2 separate regions of the Mus musculus genome follow, and region 1 is linked to region 2. A link is a contact called in public HiChIP or PLAC-seq data. All regions are on one chromosome and are shown on one strand. The core of a region is the stretch at or near the end of the contact, and the rest is flanking DNA. Distances in the headings are between cores, read along the strand shown.

Evidence for each region. HiChIP or PLAC-seq counts read pairs in DNA pulled down with a chosen protein or histone mark.
Region 1: a contact with region 2 is called in an HNF4G HiChIP or PLAC-seq map of pancreatic cancer cells. The contact joins two enhancer-like sites. A contact is called at or near these places in 1 of 484 Hi-C or Micro-C datasets (cortical neurons) and 1 of 115 datasets of contacts at active chromatin or transcription factors (pancreatic cancer cells).

The regions. Positions count from the first base shown.
Region 1 is chr2:102,802,149-102,809,798 of GRCm38.p6, forward strand. No RefSeq gene overlaps it. Among named protein-coding and RNA genes, the nearest start is that of Gm13872, 59 kb to the left of the region's middle. Within about 2 kb of position 3,828, at least 31 of the 459 cell types and tissues checked have an H3K27ac peak or open chromatin away from gene starts, as enhancers often do. A contact at or near this core is called in pancreatic cancer cells, where this site is marked.
Region 2 is chr2:102,029,479-102,036,217 of GRCm38.p6, forward strand. The region is part of intron 4 of Ldlrad3 (low density lipoprotein receptor class A domain containing 3); the gene reads right to left. Among named protein-coding and RNA genes, the nearest start is that of Gm39888, 41 kb to the left of the region's middle. Within about 2 kb of position 4,898, at least 72 of the 459 cell types and tissues checked have an H3K27ac peak or open chromatin away from gene starts, as enhancers often do. A contact at or near this core is called in pancreatic cancer cells, where this site is marked.

The DNA.
Region 1 (7,650 bases), core at 2,578-5,077, 770 kb after region 2:
ATCCGGACACTGCATTACTATTCAGATCCCTGAAACAATTTGAAGGAGCCAGGGAGCTAGGTTTCTCTTCTCCTTCTATCTAATGTTTCTTGTTATTGATCATTTGTGCATAAATGGACATAAAAAATTTTCCAGAAGGTAGATATTAGTTATTTATCTTACTCTGTAAATAAAGTCAACCAATACTTTTTGACCTTTAATGTTAACTTTTTAAGAGCCTACTAAAATAAAAATAAGCTATATCTTATATCTTTATTGACTGATTCTATATTTTGTTCTAGCAAATTCAACTTTCCACAAGGATAATTGTAAGTGAAAACATAGAGCCTAATCTAGCAGAGTGTTGATCAGATCCTCAAATACAACTTAACATGTTATCTGTACTACACTGTGAATGCTAGCCTTAACTATCAACTTGACACAACCTGGAATCACTGGGAATAAAGTCTCAATGAAGGATTCTCCACATTGGGTGAGCCTCTGGGACTATATATGGAGGATTAACTTAATTAAGTCAATTGATGTGAAAAGATCTAGTTCACTATGGGAGGCATCATTCCCTAGGCAGGGGATCCTAAACTGTATGACAGTAGCAAACCCAAGTAAATTAGCAAGAATATATGCATCAATTTATCTCTGTCTTGACTGTAGATGCATTTTTTCTAGATGTTTGAGTTTCTTCCCTGACTTTTCTTACAACAATGGACTGTAATCTAGATTTGTAAACCAAAGTAAACCCTTTCTTTCCTAAGTTGTTTTTTTTTTCACCAAGGTATTTTATCCCAGCAACAGGAGTGAAATCAGACCACCCACTTATAATTCACCTGTTTGTCTAATGAGCAAATCTTGTTTTAGAGTCATTTTTATCTATTTTGATCACCTTGAAATTTGTTTAATGGTTTATTAGAGTTGACACCAACTTTCTTTGGGAAGTACAATGAAAATACTTCTGTTGAGAGGGCTGGTTTGTTAGTTAAAGGGATGGGGAGAGAATTCAATTGGTCAAGATGCTTGCTGCTGTGCAAGCACGAGGGCCTGAGTCTCATCCCCAGAACTCAGTAAAAACTATAAAAGGTCGAGCATGGTGGATCACTGGGGTTTGTTAGCTAGCCAGCCTAGCTGAATCACTGAGCTCCAAGCCAGTAAGACACCGTGCGTCAAAACAAAATGAAACAACATACAAACCAACAACATTAACAAAACCCCCAAATGGATGGTGTCCCGAAGAACAACACCTAAGGCTAACTTCTAGACTCTACATGTACCCCCTACACAACTGCACCCTCACACCAACCCTCACAAAGAGGATTTGATGTGTTCAAATAAAAACAAAGTGATGTAGGAGTTCAAAGAATGTTTTCTGTCCCAGGCTGTTCATGCAGAGCTCAGCCCTGCCCCTTTCTAGTGGAGTGGCCATGCTTGCTGTGCCTGGCTCTTCCTATCTGTAGGATGAGGATAAATGGAGCTTTATCTCAGGTGCTCAGTGTCTTGCTTTACTTTTCTCACTTTAATGTGTGTGCTTACAGAGTGCTCCTTGCTAGACAATATTCTGAGACCTTTAAGACATCAATGTGTTTTGTCCTCATAACTCTGTAAACCACATTCTATTGTCTGTATCTACTGAAAGAAACTCAAGTTTGGTATGCACTATGTCTAAGACAGTGCCTGAAAGATAACCAGTGCCCAGGGTCATCAGTCACAGGTCAAAATCTTTCTTTGTATCTTCCTCAGAAAAGTCACTTGACTACTCTTCTTTGTACTCCTCGGATAAGGATGTCTCCAAATAGACCAGAAAATGTCTAGAAATTAGCAGATAGGGGGCAAATGATGGTCATGCTGGAGCTTACTGTCTCCTTTCCCCCATGATCTGTGAATCCTTTTCAAATACAAGATGCTGACTAAACCAGAAGATGGAACACTATCTGAATGCTTGAGCCCAGACTACCCAGAAACACTGCTTCTCCACACAAGCCTTTAGTGAAAGGATCCCCACGTTCACCTTCCTTCTTCTTTCTAGATTTGCCTTGAGGATTCAGGATTGAAATCAAATAGCATTCAACTTCCACAAAGATCAAAGAGAGGTTTCTGGGATTTCCACTAGAGGGCACATTATCAACAGGCCAGAAATAGCCAACAAGTTGGCCTAAAGCCACAAAGAAATGACAGTTTCTAGGAGGTACATGAACCCAGGTATCAGGGATTTTTTTTCTGATTCAGAGAAGCTCCAGCACTGAGAGAGACTCCAGCATCACTAGTGGCTTTGCAACTCGGGCTTTGTATTTCTGAGCTTCAGTGGTTTCCCAAACCTTGGCTTCAAACAGTTAGAAGAGAAGCCAAGAGCAGCTAGTCTAGAAATTTGTTTTTTAAAACCCACTGCTTTACAGCTACTGTGATTTATGTGGCTACTGTGTTCACAGATGAGACTTAATAAACAACCGTTATCTGAGTGCTCCTGGATAACTGTTTTGATCCCTTTCTTCTTTTCACCCTTCTCCTTTTATCTTTCTGACATCTTTTTCTGGATATTCTCTATTTCTTGAGGAGACTTCAAGTGATAGGAGGGAGAAAGTAAAAAAGCAAAGCTCTCAAGAACTCCACTGACTTCATCAGAAATCTGAATTTCCTTCAGGTCTCCAACTGCTCAAAACCTGCCTCCCCACTTCTAAGCAGATAAATTCCAAATTGTCTGCCTAGATTCTGAGGAGGCTGGGCCCTGGAATGGGTAGCCGTTCTCTCCTCTCTACATCTAGAGGACACCAAGTTCTGGCAAGGCCTTTGTGAAATAAAATAAAATAAAATAAAATAAAATAAAATAAAATAAAATAAAATAAAATAAAAAGCAGTAACATACCTGCCTACTTCCACACTCCCCAGAAAACAAGAGAGGTCCCTGTTTCCTCTCTAATAGCTATTTGAGTATCTGGGTGAGAAGACTAGGGTGTCAGCACTTCTGGTGTGAGGAATGAGAAACAGAAAAGCCATATGCTCCTATCAAATTTTGTCTTTTTGTCTCATTCAATTTCCCAGATATCTTTCTGATAGAAATGACTATTCCCATCTTACAGATGAGAAAATGAAGACACATCATTGCTAAATTACTTAAGATACACATCAGTAAACAAAGTATGGCAAAGTTGGGTTTGAACCCAGGGTCTGACTTTAAAGACGGTCATGCTAAAACTAGATGTTAGCTGCTTTTCCTGGAGTTTTTGCCATTTCTCCTCCGGGGGTGAGGATGGAGGAAGTGGTTTGGATGAAGCTGCTGGAAAACAGCAGTCACCACGTGATGAGGTCAGCAGTCTGGAAGCCTGAGGAGGGTGGGATGGAAGGGGCGGGAGATGGGGAGCCCTAACAAGCAAACAAACTACTGGTGTTGAAGACTAGATGTCAGCAGAGGCAAGAAGTGGGGCCCGAGGCCAGGGTGCTGGATCAGACTTCCTAACTCTATGACCCTTTGCGTGGGCCACCATGGCACAACTCCCCACACTTCCACATGACCTGATCCTCCTTCTTCCAATAAATACAGCATCTAGGAGGTGTTTATAGGTTTCTAAATAAACTCCTTCGTCAATATAGCCTACATGGTACATATCTTCACTTATGCTTCAGGAAGACTCTTTGACTCCCACAGAGAGCTCTGGAGTGTTGGCCTGGCTTATAAGGTTTGAAAATGATCTCTTAATATCAACAAATTCAAGTTAACAAACTTATGACAATAGGCAATGAGACAGGGGAAGTCAGAACTCCAGCATAACTCTACCACTTTCTACTTGGGTGGTTTGGAGACTACAATATACTTCTCTGTGTTCCTAGCTGACTCATCCATTAAAAATGGGATAAGGATTTCTTCATCACTAGTTGAATGTATAAACACAGACATTCATAAGTGATCAGTACTAGATAGTAACTTTGGAGGCCATAATTGAGCTGGGATGTTTGTTCCCGTTTGGAGGTACAAACACAAAGCCTGTTCTCAATAAGTTTGCCAAAGTGGAAGAGAGAGGACAATGGGGAAACTGATAAGATTGAACTATGTTAGTGACAGGTGGACACGGTCAAGGCGGTACTAGGAAGGGGGAGTGCGCTCAATCTGAGTAAAGGTGGGGTAAGACACTTCCTGAGGATGACATCAAAAGCCACAGCTTGGTGCCCAATTTTGGTTAATGTGTAGCCACATCTTGGATAGGCTGATATTTCATCAAGGATACCAGATGTTTGCTTTGGTGACTCCTTGCTCTTAGGTCTTGCTTTGAAAACAAAAGCTCTTCTGTGAAAATCAATGAGCTTGCCTCACAAGGTGCCTTAGATCTTTAAATAATATGGATATAGTCACCCTAAGTTAATAACCACACAATTAGGGTCAGAGTTCAGGAAACAAGAAGGGATGGGGAAGGAAGAAACTAAAGACCTACTGTATAAATGTTGACATGGCAGGTAGGAATTCATGTGTGTATGTTTGTTTGTGTGTCTGTGTCAGTAGGTGTTGTGTACTCATGCATGTGTGTGCATATGTGTGTGTGTGTCTATATGTCTGCGTGTTTGTATTGTATGAATGTGTTCCTATGGCTGTATGCACCTATGGGAAGACCAGAGATTGATTTCAAAGGTTCTTGACATCTCTGATTGTTCTCCACCTTGATTTTGAAACAGGGTCGTTTACTGAACATGGAAGTCCTTTAAGCCAGGCCGTCTAACCAGTGAGCCCCAGAGATCTGCCTATACTGGGGGTCCCAGAGGTTGGGGTACCTCCACATGTGGCTTTTTACTTGGATGTTGGAGATGTGGACTCAGGTAGGCCCTCGTGCCTGGACAGCAGATGGTTTATTGAATGAACCATCTCCTCAGCCTTGAAATTAACATTTTGAGAGCCTATAACACACCAGATAACACTAAGAACCTTACCTAATACCCTAGCCGTGGACACTTTTCCTGCCCACTCTTTATTTCGGGTGATAAACTACAACTCCAGTTATTTAAGAAATGTAAGCAGGATCCGACTGCTAAGTAGGTGAAAGAACCAATATTAAAAAACCCAGCTTTTAGTCCTGACACCAGTGCTCGTGATCTTTATAATGCTCTGGATACTCCCAAACATACATACTTGCGTGTGTCTGCTCCTTCTTCTCCAATAGAATGGCATTTATGAATTTGTTCATGGTTTTCCATGCTATGTTACTGCTATGGCCTAAATGGTGTTTCTGAAACAAAAACATGAACATAAACATAAACATAAATATCAGAGGTAGCCTTAAGCCATGAAAATCTTTCAACACACCCACTATAAACTGTTTGTACTAAAAGGCCTTGTAATTGGTCTCCTCCTGTCTCATTCTTTGGAAGGTATCTTTATAGCTCTTCCCACTGGAAGACAGAATCAATCAATCTCTCTGTGTGTCTCTGTCTCTCTGTTTCTCTCTGTCTCTCAGTCTCTGTCTCTGTCTCTCTCTCTCCTTTAAATCTAAGTTGCACTTGGGTTTGGGCTTGGCCAAAACAATATGGTGGAATCATACAAAGTTAGTTTTGGGCTTTGACCACTAGGAGCTATGTAAGCATTCATTTTCTTTCTAGGTCCCTGCCAGGCCTATACAAGCCAGCTGGTAGCATGTGAGATACATATGGAAACAATCTTGGCATCCGAGATGAAACCATCCTAGACTGGCAGTGTTTCTCCAAGCAGTTTATCAACAACATAAACATGAATGAGTCAACTGAGCCAGCCCAGATCAGCAGAGAGACTGAATCAACCCTCAGACTTGGGAGAAATACGTTAATGTTTGTTATTTTAAGCATCTAATTTTAGAGCTCATCTTACTGCATCGGCAGTTAGCTGATACAAGCAAAATGTGAATCCCTTTTTAATTAGGAGTCAACAGAGGCAAACCATGTATTTGTTCTATTTTTAGTCTGTTCTCTAATTTGGACTGATTTCCCCCTAGATTGGATGGACCATCATCCCCTGGGATCTCCTTCCGCCATTTAAAGAATCCTCTTTATTTCTTCACCCTCACATCTTTCTTTTCTTGATAGCATTTAATTTTAGGTAGAATGCATTCTTTGGGGGTTGCCTGAGAATGACTGAATGGGCTTGGATACTGTGCATATCTGAAATTCTCCTCTTATCCATACTTTGTATCATAGCTCAGTCAAGAGTCTAGCCTGGAAATATTTCCCTCCACATTTTCTTTAAGTATAGTTAAATGAGTTTAATTTAACACAGGCTAAACAAAACACTTTCATGATGTTCATTTAGTTCAAGGTAAAACTTCCAGTGGTGTATTCTTGAAGGCCTACTATTTACTGTTAGAGTTCTAGGGGCCCTTGGTTTTGGAAGGGTTCTACAGGTGCACAGATTTTACTACTCAGCCAGGGTTAGTGTAGTCTGTGGGTTACAAGTTATTTTTCTTGGAAATACCCAAGTCTCTGGGAAGCTCTTTTGAGGGTACACTCCATTTGGCAAGCTTCCTCTAGGCTGGAAACTTTCATTCTCCCGTGTCTGTTGGCCTTCTCTCTTCAAAGATGACAAGTGAGAAGTCTGATTCTTTTGTGATTTTTTTTTTTTGCTTGGTTTTATTTTTGAGATAGTGTCTTTCTTTGTAGCCAAGGCTGGCCTATCAGACTTATGATTGTCCTAGCTGTTTTGAATCTTGCGAGCTGGGATAATAAGTACATAATATCTTATCCAGCTCTACATTTTTTTTTTTTGTGCAGGCCCTAGTTTGACGCTTGGTTCTATAAATAATGCTTTTTCTTTCTAGAAAATACAGGATCATCTTTTGCCCCAGGATGTTAAAAAAGTTAAAGACAATAGGACTTGATGTGGTTTTGTCTTTTATTAACACATACCTGGTCCTTAGTCAAATATTCATATTCATAAACTCTAAGGCATTTTGTGTTTTGTCTCTTACATAATCTCCCCTCTCTACCACCATAGTTTTCTCTTTCTGTGTTTTCTTGCGATTTGCATGTGAGATTTCCTACCAGAGCTCAGTCTTGGTGATGCCCATCTCTCTGTTTCCATTTGTCTGTCACTACCTTTGTAATAACATTTCTTCATCTTTATCTTACAAACCTCCTCCTGGGCTTATCTTTAAAATCTGTCCTTTCACATTTGAGTGTGAGAAAGGTCCATCTTGAGACAGTGAGTGTCCTTTCGTCCCTGAGTGTTCTGTCCTTGTTTCGTGCTTTGCCTGTTTTCTAACGGAGGTTGCTAATGATGGTTTTTGTTTATTTGTTTTATTCCTTCTCCAAGAATTGTTTCTGTCTCTTCCAAGTGGCTTTATCGTATTTGCTTTAGTCCTTGTATTTTGATGCTAGGTGCTTTCTGCAAGGGCTTAGTACCTCTGTCTCTTGTTAATGTAGAAAGTGAGGCATAGAGAGCGGGTGCCTGATGGGGTCTGAGAGGTGATTCTTACTGAACAATCCCTGACAGTTTCCCTGGGGGCTATCATATGAATCTCTTCAGACATTTTTCCAGGCTTATAAAATTCCCTAGAAAGGCTGAACTTCTTGAAGGAAGCAGGACTCTCTGCCAGTGTTCTGAGAGCCAAGGAAAGAGAGAAGAGAAGGCCAGGGGATTTGAGCATTTCCATATGTACAGCTTCTCTCTCTCTCTCTCTCTCTCTCTCTCTCTCTCTCTGTGTGTGTGTGTGT
Region 2 (6,739 bases), core at 3,648-6,147:
TGACATACAACTGTGACAAAACTGCAGCTGCAGCAGGAAGCTCCAAGGATAAAGGACAGAAGGTGCAAACACCATCATCTGGACAGAATATTAACAGTGGGCTTGCAACTTGTGGTAAAATCCTTGACCATTCATTGCCTCTGTTCCCTGTAAAGTGGGGAATAAAAACATGTACTCTTTTGGACCATTGTGTGGATTAAATGCAAAGTATCCAGTACTTGGGCACATGACACTGTATAACAGACGAGCCATAATGAATAGTTAATTATTTTACTACTCCAAGGCTTAATGACAGTTCATTACAAGAACTGCATTGTCCTGTGAACATGATACTGTGCCTCTGCGCACACCCAGATGGTGGAGTCCTCTGGCATCTGGGCTGCATATCATTGATATGTGGCACAGCGTCTTCCTTCTACAGGCACAGTGAACACAACACCAAGGGATTAAATCAGGCACAGGAGAAAATGATGCATTCAAAAGGCATGGCACACACAGGCCGTATGAGGCTGCTGCTGCTGGCCCAACAACATCCTGCTCCACAATAAACTGTGTGAGGAGCAGGAATTCGCCCTGAAACAGAAGTAGAGCCAACACAGACAGAAGCCAGTAGCAGTTGTTTATTATTGTCACTGACTGGCACACTATTGCATGGTGCCACGTGTTTCTACACCTAACCCTGTCAACATCCTCACAAGCACGTGAACAATGCACCGTGCTGTGACATTGGGGTGGCTGTGTCTTCACTGTGGTGGCAAGACATTTTCAGTCACTTTCCAGCTGTTTCACAGCAAGGCTGCAATACGGAGTCAGTCTACATTGGCTGGGACACCATTTAGGGGCAATGGCAGTATCAGAGTAAGTGCCTGTCATCAAAAGCCATGCTCAGTCGATACACCCACACAAGCACCCCCACCCACCCCACACGCACACACACCCACGCACACAATTTTCTTTCTCACACAGAGACTGGTTACTAAGTCACATCTTTCAGAATAGAGAGTGGATTTGGCAGACAAGCCTCTTAATGTGACTTTCTTTATTTTCTATCTCCAGCTCTTTTATAAATAGGTTTGCCAAATTGATGCTTAATAGCTTAATATCGGGTTCATATTAATCTCACCCTGTCTGAGCTTCAAAGGGACAAACTGTTCTGACTGTTAATGAAACACAATTTTAGTTGCAAATTTCCCTGGGATCAGAGCTGGGGAAAGAAAAAAAAAATCCAAATGATCTAAAAAGACAAACATCTCCCTGGTGCGCTTTTCAAGCCACTGGGATTTTATGCAGCCTCCTCCCAGAGCCAGGGAAATCCAGCTGCCTCGGGAGCCGCTAGATTAAGGCCCCCAAGGACACTAGATGGCGCAAGAACATGCTCCAAACCATGCAGATGTGCCTGCCTCCCTTCACCCACCCTGCTCCAGGCCCAGGTGGGTTCACTGAGACAAGATTTGTGGTACAAACCATGCAGCCTCCGTAAACACTCCAGATTCTACAGCCCAGAGACAGTTGTTTTCATTTTCTGTTCTGACCTGACACACATCTGGGCATTCTCTTCTGGATTCAAAATGTGAGTAAGCCAGTGGAGTCGGTATTCTGCACTGGTGAGCTGCACCTCAAAACCAAGGAAGGCCAGGTGTGATGGTGCACGCCTTTAATCCCAACACTTGGGAGGCAGAGGCAGGCGGATCTCTGAGTTCGAGGCCAGCCTGGTCTATAAAGTGAGTTCTAGGACAGCCAAGGCTACAGAGAGAAACCCTGTCTCAAAACAAACAAACAAACAAACCACGGAAGATGGAAGATTCCGTGTGCTGTGTATTATACCACAGTCCTTTAAAAAGGGCAGATTGTCCCCAGTAATAGCAATACTATTTCACTCAGAAAAGCTAAGCATAAAAAAACTTGGTGCTGTTTCTTGGTTTGGTATATTGTCCTTTGGCCCCAAAGTAACCAATGTATTTATTTACTTTATGACTGGTTAATTTCAGGACCCAACTACTGTCATTCATGATACAACTTCTTCCCTTACAGAGAAATACCAATCCTGCCCTATCTGAGAAGGCCAGAGGCGGGAGGACATTACAGAGGAAAAGCGTCCCCAACCCCCATGGCCAAAACTTGCTTGCAAGCTGCCTCTCATTTCACTGTAATTCCTTGTGTAAAATGCAAGCATCCCTCATCCAAGCACTGTAACAGGCACAGCCTCCCATCCATGTGCACTGAGATCCACTGGGCCCACTTGTGGTGGGACAAAGTCAGACAAGAGCATCCTGAGAGAAGCCAGGGCTGATGGAGCACAGGTAGAAGTTTCTGTCTAGTCAACGGGGTGGATGATCTGGGATGCTGGAGTCTTGACACTGGAAGAACAGGAGATCAAGTGCTTTGATTAAAATTCAGAGAACAATGCATTTCAGACTCCAGAGCTGACAGTCCCCAGGAGTGGTGCAATGATACCACAGCATAGCGTAGCCACAGAAGCTCCTAATCAGCAGCAGTGAGAGGCACAGGGGGTGAGTCACAAGAAGCACCACTCAGGGTGCTGTCTTAATTGGGGTTTTACTGCTGTGAACAGACACCATGACCAAGGCAACTCTTATAAGAACAACATTTAATCGGGCCTGGCTCACAGGTTGAGAGGTTCAGTCCATTATCATCAAGATGAGACCTTCCAGGCAGGCGTGGCGCAGGAGGAACTGAGAGTTCTATATCTTCATCTGGAGACTGCTAGCAGAACACTGACTTTCAGGCAGCTAGGGTGAGGGTCTTAAGCCCACGCCCACAGTGACACACCTACTTCAACAAGGCCATACCTATTCCAACAGGACCACACTTTCTAATAGGGCCACTCCCTGGGCCAAGCATATGCAAACGATCACAGGTGCCTAGCATGGTCTAAGCACTCAGACTTTCGGTAGAGGGCAATGAGCAGTAACAGAGTGGTAGAGGGGGCTGGAGAGAAACCTCAGCTCCAACTCAGGCTTACAGAAAGGCCTTGCAGGCTTGTGGTGAGACCAAAACAGCTCACCAGAGCCCTGTAATGCCTTCTGGTCTCACCTGGCTCAGGCGCATCTGCTTCTTCCTTCCAAATGTCTTCTGGGCCACTCCTGACCTCCCAGTACCCTAGAGATGTAGGTCAGGATCGTACGCTGTATCTAGGACCAGCCCCCACCTGACCCAGGTGGGCACTACAGGCAGGCATCCCCACACTTCCTCTCTTCCAATGGGGGTTCCCTCACCTTGCTGTTCCCTCTACCTAGCAGCCGCTTCCCTCTTCACAGACTCCTGCCCACCTCCAGATTGAAACTGCAAACCTCTGCTTAGAGGACTCCACTCTTATCCTATTGTGCCCTACACTTTTCCTTACACGACTCACATGCTTGTGATTGCCATTTGCCGCCTGTCTCCATGCTCTGCAGTGAGCTAAATGAACATAGTACGTGGGCTTGCAGGAAGCCGAGCCATGGTTATCCTATCAACCAATGTGGGTGGAGGCTGGGAAAGGAAACATCTTTTGGCAGAAAGTGGTCCTAAAACAGTTCACCAAGCAAAGACCCAAAGGAGGCGAGAAGACTGTGGGGTGGGGCAAGGGTGGTACAAAAGTCCCTGCCACCACAAAGTACCTCCTTTCACAGCCTCCAACTGCCTCACTGTGACGGAAATATGGCAGAACTCTGTGCCTCAGCTGCTGTCCTGGCAAAGTGCCCAACCTCAGCTTACACCCACCTGCAGGGGGTGGCAGAGCTTATAGAACTTGGGATGGGAACTGAGAAAAGGGAATTATCTACAGGCTCTAAGCCCAGAAAGCCCCGTGGACCTGTGGCAAGCCTGGCTGGATGTAGGCTCATGTCCGCAGGATGGCTGGAGACCCTTCCTGGCTGGGTTGGCTCATGTCTGCAGCACGGTTGGGGACCCTTCCTGGCTCCTTGTTATTTTCATTCTGGCCTGAGACACAGGATGCTGGATGTGAAGATGAAGGCTGTATTGACAGGAAATTCCAGACCTCATACCTCTGGCCTTCTTAGAAGCAGCGAGACACCAGCTCCTGTTCATAGTAGCCTTAGCCACCACCCCTGCAAGTCAGACTCCCTGGCTTTGACATAGTCAAGAGGGACAGGCGAATAGAAGGCCTCCAGAATTGTACAGTGCACCTTTGAACTTAACCTCTCCCCCATGGTGACCAGGGCATCTGAAGACAGGGCTCCCTCCCCCATCCTTCCCTCTCTCTCCCTCCAAAGCAGACTGCTAGGTCTTATCACCTCTCCTGTGCGAAATCTCAAATCTGCCTGTTTTGCTCCACAGGACTTGGCATTTGCCCTCCGTGTCCTTCATTTGGTTATAAAAGTGGAGGCCCAGCATGGTCTCTCAGGGCCAACCTTGGCCTCTGCCTACTACTGCCCATCACACCTGAAGCTGCTCTTTGTGTAAGTCTGACCACACGTGTCTGCTATGTGTTGCTGCTGCTGCTCTTAGGATGTAATGATTTCTGTGACATCACAACCCCCCAGGCCCTAGCCGAGCATCTGTGCACGGTGACTTAGGAATCTGCATTTGTCAAGCACCTGGCACAGAGCAAGGCCGAGCAAGGCAGTGCTAACTGTGTAAGATGGACCAGTGTTCTCGGGGGAGGCAGAGGAGGCTGCACTTACAGGGCTGAGCCCTATGGGGTGGGTGTTGATACAAGTGCTGATTAACTGTTTGCCTAGATACTGTATCACAAACAAACAGGAAATTAATTCTCCATCTTTCAATTCCCTTTCTGAGTTTAATTGCAAGCCATATAATTGGTCTCAATTTCCTTTAAATAAAAAGCCTTCTGCTATCAATATGTAACAGCAAGGAACTCCAGCTCTCTGCTACCTCGGATACTTCTCCTTCCTCCAACACATGGGGAAACAGCTGGACACATTCTGATATATTTTTGAAGGGCACTAAAACACCCCACCCAGACCTTCGAGGTAGCAAAAGCAAGGCAAGTGTGTGCTTTAGACACCTGCAGGCAGATGTAAAATGTAAGCGTGACAGGCAAGTGCGTCCAAGCATGGGCTTTGGAATGAGCGTGAATGTGTGACAAGCTGTGTGATCTTGGGCAGGGTGTGACCCTTCTGAACCTAAGCACCCCAATGTGTAAAGAGAAGGCAAGTTATATGGACGGCTATGAGTCAGACAAGGCGCAAGTGGGCGACCTAATTAAGAAGCCAGCGTGGTGACTCAGATGTGGTTAGAAGTCGAGGCACCGTCACCAATTTATTATCTCAATGCTGCTGTTGCTACTGCTACTTCTGATGTGAGGCCATAGAGCACGTCCGAAGCCTAAGCATCTCCAGGCAAACGGGGACGTGGCCTGAGTTTATGGCATAATAAGGCATCTAAGGCATCTGGCCTTATGCTTTTTCTTTTCTTTCTTTTTTTTTTTTTTTTTTTTTTTGGTTTTTTGAAACAGGGTTTCTCTGTATAGCCCTGGCTGGCTGTCCTGAAACTCACTTTGTAGACCAAGCTGGTCTTGAACTCAGAAATCGGCCTGTCTCTGCCTCCCAAGTGCTGGGATTAAAGGCACGAGCCACCACCGCCTGGCCCTGGCCTTATTCTTGAATTCAAGATTGTTGTTAAGCTTTTTATTCTCATAATAACTGAGGCTAGTTCACTTTTCTCTTACATATGGGGAAACGAAGGCACAGAGAGAGATATGAAAGGAACTCTCCCAGGATTAGACAGCATGTACTGTATAAATCCAAACATATCAGTGCAAAATCTCCTCCTCCCAAGTGCTACTTTATTTTCTGTGATTTTCAGAATAAATTATTCACAGCTGACCGTCTTTCAAACCTCCGCTCAGCCATCCCAGATCCATAGGCAAGCTTGCAGTCTTGTTAATGTTTAATGAATACAAATAAATCATAAAATAAAGATATTCCTTAAGACCTATATATTTAGCTCCTAATGGCTGTTTGTGTCTTCTTTGTTCAGATCAGGATGAGAAACATTCAGGAATCTAGCCTTTACTCATTTTTGGGTTTTTCTGAGATAGGGTATCATGTAACCATGCCAACCTTGAACTCCCTATGTGGCCAAGAAAGACCTTGAACTTCTGACGCTCTTGCCTCCATCTCCTGGGTGCTGGCTTCACAGACGTGGGCCTGGTTTATGGCAGCTGCTGAACAAACTCAGGGCCATAAGCTATGCAAGCAGTCAGTCTATCAACTGAGCTACGTGTCCAGGCCCTGGCCTTTATTTTTAAATGCAAATCTTTCTTTCAAAACACAAAAGAACTCTGCTTGGTATTAAGGAATACAATCAGATATAAAAATTTTCAGCAGTCACCAACAGAGATAATCACTACCGACAGTCCAGTGTTTTTTTCCCTCTGGCTGGCCCCTTAAATTTCTGTTTGCAGAGGGAAGCTCCCAGGACACATTGTGTAAGCACTGGACCTAGCTGTGGAATGGTTACAAGTGTCCAAATTATCTCAACTATCCTATGTCCTTTATATGTGAGTCCTTTGTGGACTGTGACTACACAGAGTTCTTTCTTCTTTCCAGTAGAAATTTAAGAGGAAACGAAAGACAGAGACATGCCATAGATTACCTAGAACACTGGCCTTACAGAGACTAAAGCCCAAATGGCAACCTAGTGCCCACCCCAGCATCTTATCACTGCACCTGTGGATGAAAGCAAAGTTGGAAGTCTGGCTAGATAACCCGCGTGTCATACCTTGCTGTCTAAATTTGACACAGCCTGCAGC